Linked DNA regions of Sus scrofa: region 1 is linked to region 2. Evidence: chromatin contacts called from public Hi-C data. All regions are on one chromosome and are shown on one strand. The core of a region is the stretch at or near the end of the contact, and the rest is flanking DNA. Distances in the headings are between cores, read along the strand shown.

The links. Hi-C and Micro-C count contacts between places; a contact is called where the count stands out from the background.
Region 1: a Hi-C map of skeletal muscle shows a contact between it and region 2, with 4 times the contacts expected there. The contact joins the promoter of TMEM161A here to the enhancer-like site in region 2. A contact is called at or near these places in 14 of 47 Hi-C or Micro-C datasets (alveolar macrophages, brain, embryonic fibroblasts and 9 more) and 2 of 2 datasets of contacts at active chromatin or transcription factors (alveolar macrophages and skeletal muscle).

The regions. Positions count from the first base shown.
Region 1 is chr2:58,726,795-58,731,014 of Sscrofa11.1, forward strand. TMEM161A (transmembrane protein 161A) reads left to right here and starts at 1,944. Exons shown (of 12, transcript XM_021083443.1): 1 at 1,944-2,055. The coding sequence starts at 2,053.
Region 2 is chr2:58,431,216-58,435,783 of Sscrofa11.1, forward strand. GATAD2A (transcriptional repressor p66-alpha) reads right to left here. Exons shown (of 13, transcript XM_021083423.1): 4 at 8-140. Among named protein-coding and RNA genes, the nearest start is that of TSSK6, 22 kb to the left of the region's middle. Within about 2 kb of position 2,451, at least 44 of the 83 cell types and tissues checked have an H3K27ac peak or open chromatin away from gene starts, as enhancers often do. A contact at or near this core is called in alveolar macrophages, mesenteric adipose tissue, omental adipose tissue and 3 more, where this site is marked.

The sequences.
Region 1 (4,220 bases), core at 694-3,193, 300 kb after region 2:
ACCACTCTAATCTGCTGGAGGGAGCACTTGAGTGAGCTCTGCCCTCAGCCTGGCACATAGTGGGCCTGCAGATAATGACCCTACTCTTTTTTTTCTTGGTCCTCTTTTTCTGAAACCCTCCTCCAAACTTCAGTTTCCCTGGGGCCCATCTGGATGTTGTAGTCCTGAGGGGCATCTCACCATCCCCATGTAGGTCCTGGGAAATCCCAGTGACCCTCACTACCACTGTCACCCATGCTCTCTCAGGCCAACACACTGAGTCCAGAGGACCAAAGTCACAAAGAGCAAATCTCCTGCAAACAGACACGCACATGTGCTAATAAACAAGACAAAAACACCCACAGAGACAAGGCAATCAACAATACAGGATCTACTCACAGGCCCCATAAAGACTCTCAGACATTTTTTTTTTTTTTGTCTTTTTGCCTTTTTCCAGTGCCACTTCCCACGGTAGATAGAGGTTCCCAGGCTAGGGGTCTAATTGGAGCTGTAGCCACTGGCCTACACCACAGTCACAGCAACGCAGGATCTGAGCTGCACCTGCGACCTGCACCACAGCTCATGGCAACGCCGGATCCTTAACCCACTGAGCAAGGCCAGGGATTGAACCTGCAACCTCATGGTTCCTAGTCGGATTCGTTAACCACTGTGCCACAATGGGAACACAAAGACTCTCAGACATTTAGTCAAACGCATACAATATGTCCAGATTTGGAGTTCCCATCATGGCTTAGTGGTTAATGAATCCGACTAGGAACCATGAGGTTGTGGGTTTGATCCCTGGCCTTGATCAGTGGGTTAAGGATCCGGCGTAGCCATGAGCTGTGGTATAGCTTGTAGACGCAGCTCAGATCTGGCATTGCTGTGGTTCTGGTGTAGGCAGGCGTCTACAGCTCCGATTAGACCCCTAGCCTGGGAACCTCCATATGCCACGAGAGCAGCCCCAGAAAAGACAAAAAATAAATAAATAAATAAATAAATTTTTGTTAATTGGCTGCACCCAAGTCATATAGTTTCCTGAGCCAGGGATCAAACCTGAGCCACAGCAGTAACCAGAGCCACAGCAGTGACAATGCCAGATCTTTAACCCTCTGAGCCACCTGGAAACTCCAGTTTTCTGTTACATGAGCCAAAATTTTCCCTTTTGCTGGAGACTTTTTAAGTTGGATTTTTTCTTCCCCCTTGAAACCAGAGTTCTGGCTGATGGAAATGAAAAAGGCTTTTGCCAGGTGAAAAACAATGAGAAAGGAGCCACTCCAAGATGGAAGATGGCATTTACAGAGGACTGGAGATGTGAGAAAGCATAGATGGTGGCTAGCTGTATTATCTGCATGTAATAGCGTTGGCAGTAGATTGCAGGCAGGCAGAGGGGTCTGAATTCAGTTTGAACAACTGGGAGTCTATTCAGTGGGAGCCACCGAATTCTTTTTTCTTTTTTAACAGCTGAGCCTGAGGCATATGGAAGTTTCCAGGTTGGGGGTCTATTCAGAGCTGCTGCAGTTGGGGGCCTGTGCCACAGCAAGGGTGGAGTCCTAGCCACGTCTGCGACTTGTCAGTAGCTTGCGGCAACGGGCAAGGATCCTAAACCCACTGAGTGAGGCAAGGGATCAAAGCTCCATCCTCAGGGACACTATGCTGGGTTCTTAAGCCACAGAGCCACAACTGGAACTCTTTTTTTTTTTTTTTTTTTTGCCACCAGATGTTCTTAATCAAGGGAGTTCTGCAGTACGTGGGTAAATGAGTGTATTCGCCTCAGACTTGCTAAATACGTGCAGGTGAGGAAATTGAGTTTTAGAGACAGCGGCCACACAGGGGTCGCAGAGACAGTCTGGACTCAACCTCTGCCTAAGCTCACCGAGCGCCTTCGAACTACAACTTCCGACATGCAACGCGAGCGACTCCTTGTCCCTAGTGATTTGCCCCGGCTCCAAGCGTGATGATTGGTTGGATGGGCTGCTTGTCATACCAAAGTAGTGTTCTGAATGGCCGAGTTCCGCAAGGAGCTCGGAGCTTCAGGCCCGTGGGTCCCAGCACCGCGCTCCCGCCGGCAACATGGTGAGCCGGCATCTCCTAGCATGGGGGGCGCCCTGAGGGCCTGGGATTCCGCCAAGGGGATCCCGGGAGACATTGAGGAGACGGGGAACCTTTTGTGGGGGTTGAGTGCTTTGAGGAACTCTGGGTCGCGCTGAGGGCCATGTGTCCCTCTTTGGAGTCAGGATCTCGCTACGGGACCTATGAAGGGTTCGGGGATTGTGCAAGGAGACTTGAAGGCTCTGAGCAATTCTGGGCTTCTGACGAGTCCCTGGGGGGGCCCTCTAGGAGACTGGTTCTGCTGAGGGTTCGTCCATGGAAGGTACTGGGGATCTGAACACATTCAGAGCCCCTCGAGGGAGATCTTGGGTCCTGCTGGGCCCACTCTGGGGATGTTGTCCTGTGGGAGCTGTGGGGGCCGCGCTGACAGGGTCCATCGGGGGTACCTACTCGTATGAGGTGTGCAGAAGGACCAGGGAGAATCCTTAGAGGAGGGGGCCATGACAAGGGGCTCTGGCTTCAGAGTAGGTGAGGATCCCAGAATTGGAGACATCACATTTGAAACCCTCAGGTCTCACGCAGTTCTGGGTCCAACCCATTGCGTTTATTCTTCAAGCTTAGCCTGGCCCCTGTGGGCTGGGCTGGTGCCAGAAGAGGGAGGAACCGCCCCCCCCCCCAACCTCCCCGCCCCAACCCCGAGTTTGGACTGGACAGAGGGAAAGATAGGCTGGAGGGGTGGGAAGGCAGCTTCATCTTGGTTGGGTTGGGGGTGGGCGTCCCAGAGAAGGGACGTTTTAGGTGGGTCTGAAGTAAGAGCATTGATGGAACTGGTTGATGAAAATGGATGATGTTCCAGGCCTGGGTTCTGGACGCTGTGAACGGTGAGAGGAAGGGCTCTCAGAAACGGAATGGAGGAAAGTCACATTGATGTTACTTGGCAAGATTCTGGGATCATAGGTCCATTGAAGGGGCTTTAAACAGGGAAGGGACATGGGCTGATGGGAGGTTCCAGAGATTTTTGGAGATCTGCAGAGCGTGGACCCAAGACTGGAGGCTAATGGGGGTGGCCCTGGATAGACCTCTGGAGCCTAGGTGGAGGAATGAATGCCTGCCTTCCCCCTTCCCTTCTCATACTCCTTCATCCTAACATCCATCCTTCTGAAGCCTCTACTTCTCCCTCCTTTTTCTCCCTCTCCTTCCTACCGTCCTTCCTCTCCTAGGTATTGGGACCGCAGTTTGAACCATAGGTCTCCTCCTTGGGAAGGTGTCGGAGAGTAATGGGGTCAGTGATGGAGAACTGGGGGCCCTGGAGGGCCTCTGAGGGGGGCTGCTGGGGGTTGGGGGAGAGCGCAGGGCAATGAGGCAGGGTGGTCCTGAGCTGGGTCCGCGGGGCCTTGAGGGCTGAGGAGCGGAGTTGGACATTTACTATGAGACTGGGAAGGACCTGGGCTGCCTGGAGGAGCCCACAGTCATGCCCACGGGAGTGATGGGTGGGTGCTGGGGCCTCCGGGGAAGGGGCTGGAGGAGGCATGGTCTTCCAGCTCAGCAGAGAGGTCTGAACTGGAGGTGCTGTTGGGCTGGAGTCGTGCTGGGCTGGGTCGGTGGTGAAAACCCTGCCAAGGCACAGGTCACAAGAGAGAGGCACCTGGAGAGCAGCTGGTGGGTTTCCGGGGGCGGGGGAGGGGAGAGTAGAGGAGGGGTCCTAAGAGGAAGGGCGGGGCCACTTAGAAGGTCCTCCCACTGGGCTTGGAGGGGCCCAACCTCCATTAGTGCTATTGGTCATTAATGGCTGCTAGCCAGTCTGCACTTGGATGGGAGGGAGGCTGAGTAGAGGTCAGAAAGATGACAGCCCAGCCTCCTTACTGGAAAAATGATCCCGTTCTCAGTTTACAAGTCATAGGCAGAGCGAAAATATCCTTCTAGTCAGTTATTTTAACGATAGATTGATTTCTCAGCAGTCATTCTGAATTACAGCGCTAGGCCTGAGAGCCCTAGAGCTTTTCTTTTTTTTTTCGTTTTTTTTTAGGGCGGCATCTGCACATTTGGAAGTTCCCAGGCTAGGGGTTGAATCAGAGCTGCAGCTGCTGACCTACACCACAGCCACAGCAACACGGGATCCGAGCCGCATCTGCGATCTACACCAAAGCTCAGGACAACGCTGGATCTGTAACCCACTGAGCAGGGCCAGG
Region 2 (4,568 bases), core at 1,201-3,700:
GGCTCACCATGAGGGCCTCGGTGCTGGTCTCCTTCAAGGCCTCCTTGGTCAGCCCATTCACCCTGGGGCTTGCAGGCTGCTCGTTGTCAGAGAGCACAATTACGTCGGGGGAAGGGGCTCTCCTCTCAGACTTCATTTCACTGTGGAGCAGGGACAGCAAGTTGTTAGAGTGCCCCAACTGTGCCAGACAACATTCCCTAGAGCCCCAGACGCCATGTCTGCCCACCCAGGCTGTCTTCTCTTACTGCACTTATCATGTGGCGGTTCCCACTTGCCAGTCTGTTGCTGAACCCTTCAAAAGCCAGGGCTATTCTTGGTGCCCAATTCTGTGTCCCTAGGACTGAAGACATCTACATGTCCAAAGGTGACACAGTTATTTTAGAAAACACCACAGCTTTCTCTACCATGTGGCTCAGTACTTAATAAAAACACTAGGTCCCAGATCTTGAGCCTGCTACTGGGGCTCCTACCTGCCCATGTTGGAGGCCACCTGATAGTTAGAGTCCAACCCCCACACGAATCAGCCTTTCCTTTACTCAACTCAGTCTCGCCGACAGCCTTCACATCTGGACAGCCCACCTGCCTGCCCCCAGAAGACGAAGGGCTGATCCACATGCTGTCAGCCTACACTCTAGCTCCTGGGCATGGAGTCTCACCACCTCACAAGGTGGCCAAGGCTGCCTGTTGGATAGTCCTTCCTGAGCTACACGTGGCCTCTTCATCCTGCCAGTGACAATGTGATAGCAGCAGTTGCACGTTTTGAAATCAACTAGAACACAGAATACATTTTCTCTCACAGATCTGGGTACTTTCCAATCAACCTGATCTGCTCAGAAACTAGTTCCCAGCCACCACTGCCTATTACCCTCTCTCCCTCTTACCCCAAATCCTACCACCCAAGTCCCCTAGGACATATATTTAGATCTAGTCATGCTAGGCTTCTACTACGGTGTTAGTAACTCCACACATTAGAACCAACAGGTCCTACAGATAGCACTTAGCCCCGAATCAATAGCTCTGTTTGCTGAGGGCACAATGTAAACTTCCTGGCCTCAGCATCTGTGTTGAAGGAATCAAATATATCTATTAACAGGAAAACCAGCCTAGGACTGAATTCATCCGCTAGGTGGCTCTGTGACCCAAAGAATAAACTGAATGAAGTTAACTGGGAGTAATGGCTCTAAGTTGTCCCACTCCTTCCACCTAAGCAGGGGACAGTTATAGACGGAGAACTTGTGTTTTAACATCCCAGGGAACCACCTTTTCTATTCTTGGAGTGAGCCATGTCCTTAGGCAAGGATTGGCACAGAGGACCAGACACTGAGGGTTTGCTGACTCCCCTGCTCCCCCAATATAGCGTTCTCCCCAGCCCTTCCTAAAGCTGCATGGCTGCTGTGCCTCAACACTTTCAGCCCTGATTCAATTTAACCAGTGCAGTTGCTAGATGGTCTTCAACAAGAGACCAGGAGTGAATGAGAAGACTTCCATTTTAAGCTAAAGAATCCCCTCATAGGAGTTATCAGCCAACTTTCTCATGCCCTGGAACTGGTTTTCTTTCTTTCTTTTTTTTTTTTTGCTTTTTAGGGCTGCACTCGAGGCATGTGGGTTTCCAGGCTAGGGGTCTAATCGGAGCTACAGCTGCCAGCCTATGCCACAGCCACAGCCATGCCAGATCTGAGCCGCGTCTGGGACCCACACCACAGCTCACAGCAACATGGCTGGCTTTCTATAAAGTAACTCAGGGTGTTTTACCACGGCCTTATCCAACTAAAAACCAATGCAATTCAGGAACCACCCCTCTTCATGTCCGTGTGTCCCCCTGTTAATTGTCAACTCAGCCCAAGATCAACTTTGGGGGCTCCAATTCCAGGTTCTCTGAACACACTAAGACAGTGAGCAGACACAAGGCTCCAGCACAGGAGCTGCACACAGGCAGAGCAGCAGCCCAGGCAGAACCACATCTAGAGTTACAGACTGCAGGCACTTCTTGAGTAAGAGTGCACTGAGATAATGGTAATAATCCACAGGGACTTATCACGTTTTATCTCACTGAGTTTTATTAGACATCTTCCAAAAGTAAGATGTCTAATAAAACTCAAATTTGCCTGAGGGACGAGGATAGGGTTTGGGACTGAGAGCATGTGGAAGCTGACGCTCCCTGAGATGGCCACTCTGACCACAGCACTCCCAGATCCCATCTTGGACTGAGACTAATCAATAACTCGTCCAAGACATGACATCACCTCCCATCAATGATCACTCAGCATCCCAGCAGCCAGCAGGGAGTGAACTTCCTGTATGCTAATCAGGCCACCAAGAAGTCATGTGACAAAGGCATTTCCCGCTTTGGTCATGTGACCCTTTAACTGTGCCTTCCAACGTGAAAACCATGGCAACAGCCAGTTCTAACCAGTTTGTGACAAGCAGCCTTCATTTTGAGAAGTGAGGTAGGGTTCAGGTGCTGTCAGAAAATGGAGGCGCCCAGCTCGCCCTGGGGCTGCCAGGCTGCAGGCACTTCCTGTGTGGTCCTGGCCCACAGGCGACTGTTGGTGTGTTACAGGGACCTGGTTTACCTCTTCCAAACACAGAAGGGCCACCAGCTCTACTAGTTTCCAACAGGAAAAACTTTCTTAAGCTGAATTTTTACAGCAAAGGTGCTTCAAGTCTCTGAGTACCTTCCCACGGAGTTCTTTTAACTTGGGAAAAGAATACCCATTTGACAAAGGCTCAAAATTATCATAAGCATTCTTTTTTAAAAAAAGTGTTTTAGGAGTTCTCCTGTGGTACAGTGGGTTAAGGATCCAGCACTGTCACTGCTGTGGTGTGGGTTTGAACCCTGGCCCGGGAACTTTTGCATGCTGTGGGTATAGCCAAAAACATAAGAAAAAATAAAATGAAAATCCCTGGAAGCAGGCCAAGCTGTTAGGAAAAAAAATGGTCTCACTCCTTCTCCCCTTGTATGCCGGACACAGCTAAACAAACACAAAAGCTCTGCTATCTGCCAGGAACTTGAAGAGAAGGTAGGAATTAGAAAATTAACTTGAGATAAGATCCCTCCAACCACAGCACCAAACTATCAGCCCATTGCTTACCAATTAGTGGTCATTGCGAGGTTAATATTTAGTGTCCCGCTGGCCCATGCCAGGGGAAGCAGTCTCATCAAGGGAACACAGCTCTGACAGGCCTGGCTATCCTAGGAAGGCACACTTGATCCACATGCGTTCATTTATTTCCTCACTTCTACTTGCTGAAAGCCAACTTAAGAGGCAGGTGCTGTGCCAGATAGTGGGGAGAAGCCCTTGTGTAAAAGCAGTTCCTTAAGGTCCACCAGGAGGGAGAGGCACAAATGGGGGTATGCCCGCAGGCAGGATTGCACCACTACCCACCTCAGCACACAGAGCAGCAGGGCAGTTTTGCTAGAGCACATTATTGCCCTAGATCTGCTTGATCAAAGCCTGCATTTTAGTTAAGGTCCCTGAGATTCCCGCATAAACTAGGGAAATAGCAGAAGACTGTGTGGGCCCAGTAAGGCCTCGGGCCACAAATTGCTCCTCAGGGCTGGCCCAGGGAGACAGTAGGGCCAGCAGCCTACTCCCTGCCAGAATCATCCCACTTCCCCCTCATCTTCTGGGCTGGCTGGATAGGAAGAGACAGGTGGTCGCTAGCTGTTTAGAGGTGAGGTGGAGGGGCTTTACTAAACCCAGTACCAGTCTCAGCTGCTCTCTCAGAAAACACTAGTCTTGGCCCTCCAGACCCCAGCCCCTGAATGAACCCCCTGCTTGTACTCACAGGTAAGTCCTGTCGTGGGCTCCTCCCACCTTCACCATTGGTCCCTCTGAGGAACATCCCTCCACCATGCTCCTGTTTTCCTTGTAAGCCCCAACTCAACCTTCAAGATGCATTTCAAATCTGTGCCCAAAGAAAAGTCCCTGGCTGGCCCAGTCCTCCCACCCCCAGGCCCTGGAAGCATAGTCAACCCTACTCCACGGCACTCATGGGACCCAACCCCTACAGCAGCATGAACGTTAGGGGAACCCTTAGCCCTGCCCCCAAATGTCCATCCTCTGGGCAGGGAGCTCAGGGTGGAATTCTGGGGGCTTCCACTCAAGGGCAACACAAGCCTAAACAGAACCAGCTCACCAGGAACCAGCTCACTCTCACCCTCACCTTCATCCAAGGAAAGTGCCTTTGCCTTCCTACAAGGTGCCATTACGGCGGCCCTATGACAAGTCAGCTCACCCTACCACAGCCTTCCAAGGGTGATGCTGTCATTGCCCATTTGACAAGCAAGTTTCTTCCACCCCAAGCTGGGGCCAGAGGCCATCACAGACACCCATGGTCCCACTTGGAGCCTATTACCACAAGGCTGGAGTCCTGCAGCTTCTGGTGAGGGACAGGGTGTTCCCAGTGTGGCCAACAAGCAAAGGACAAAGAAAGGAAGGGGTCCAGCCCTGGTGGACTCCTGTTTGACCCACCCCCAGAATAGGAGCTAGGCTCCCCATGTCAGCTGGAGGGGCAAGACTCTCCTCCTAGTGCCATTTTGGGTAGGGGAGATGCCATAGGGCTTC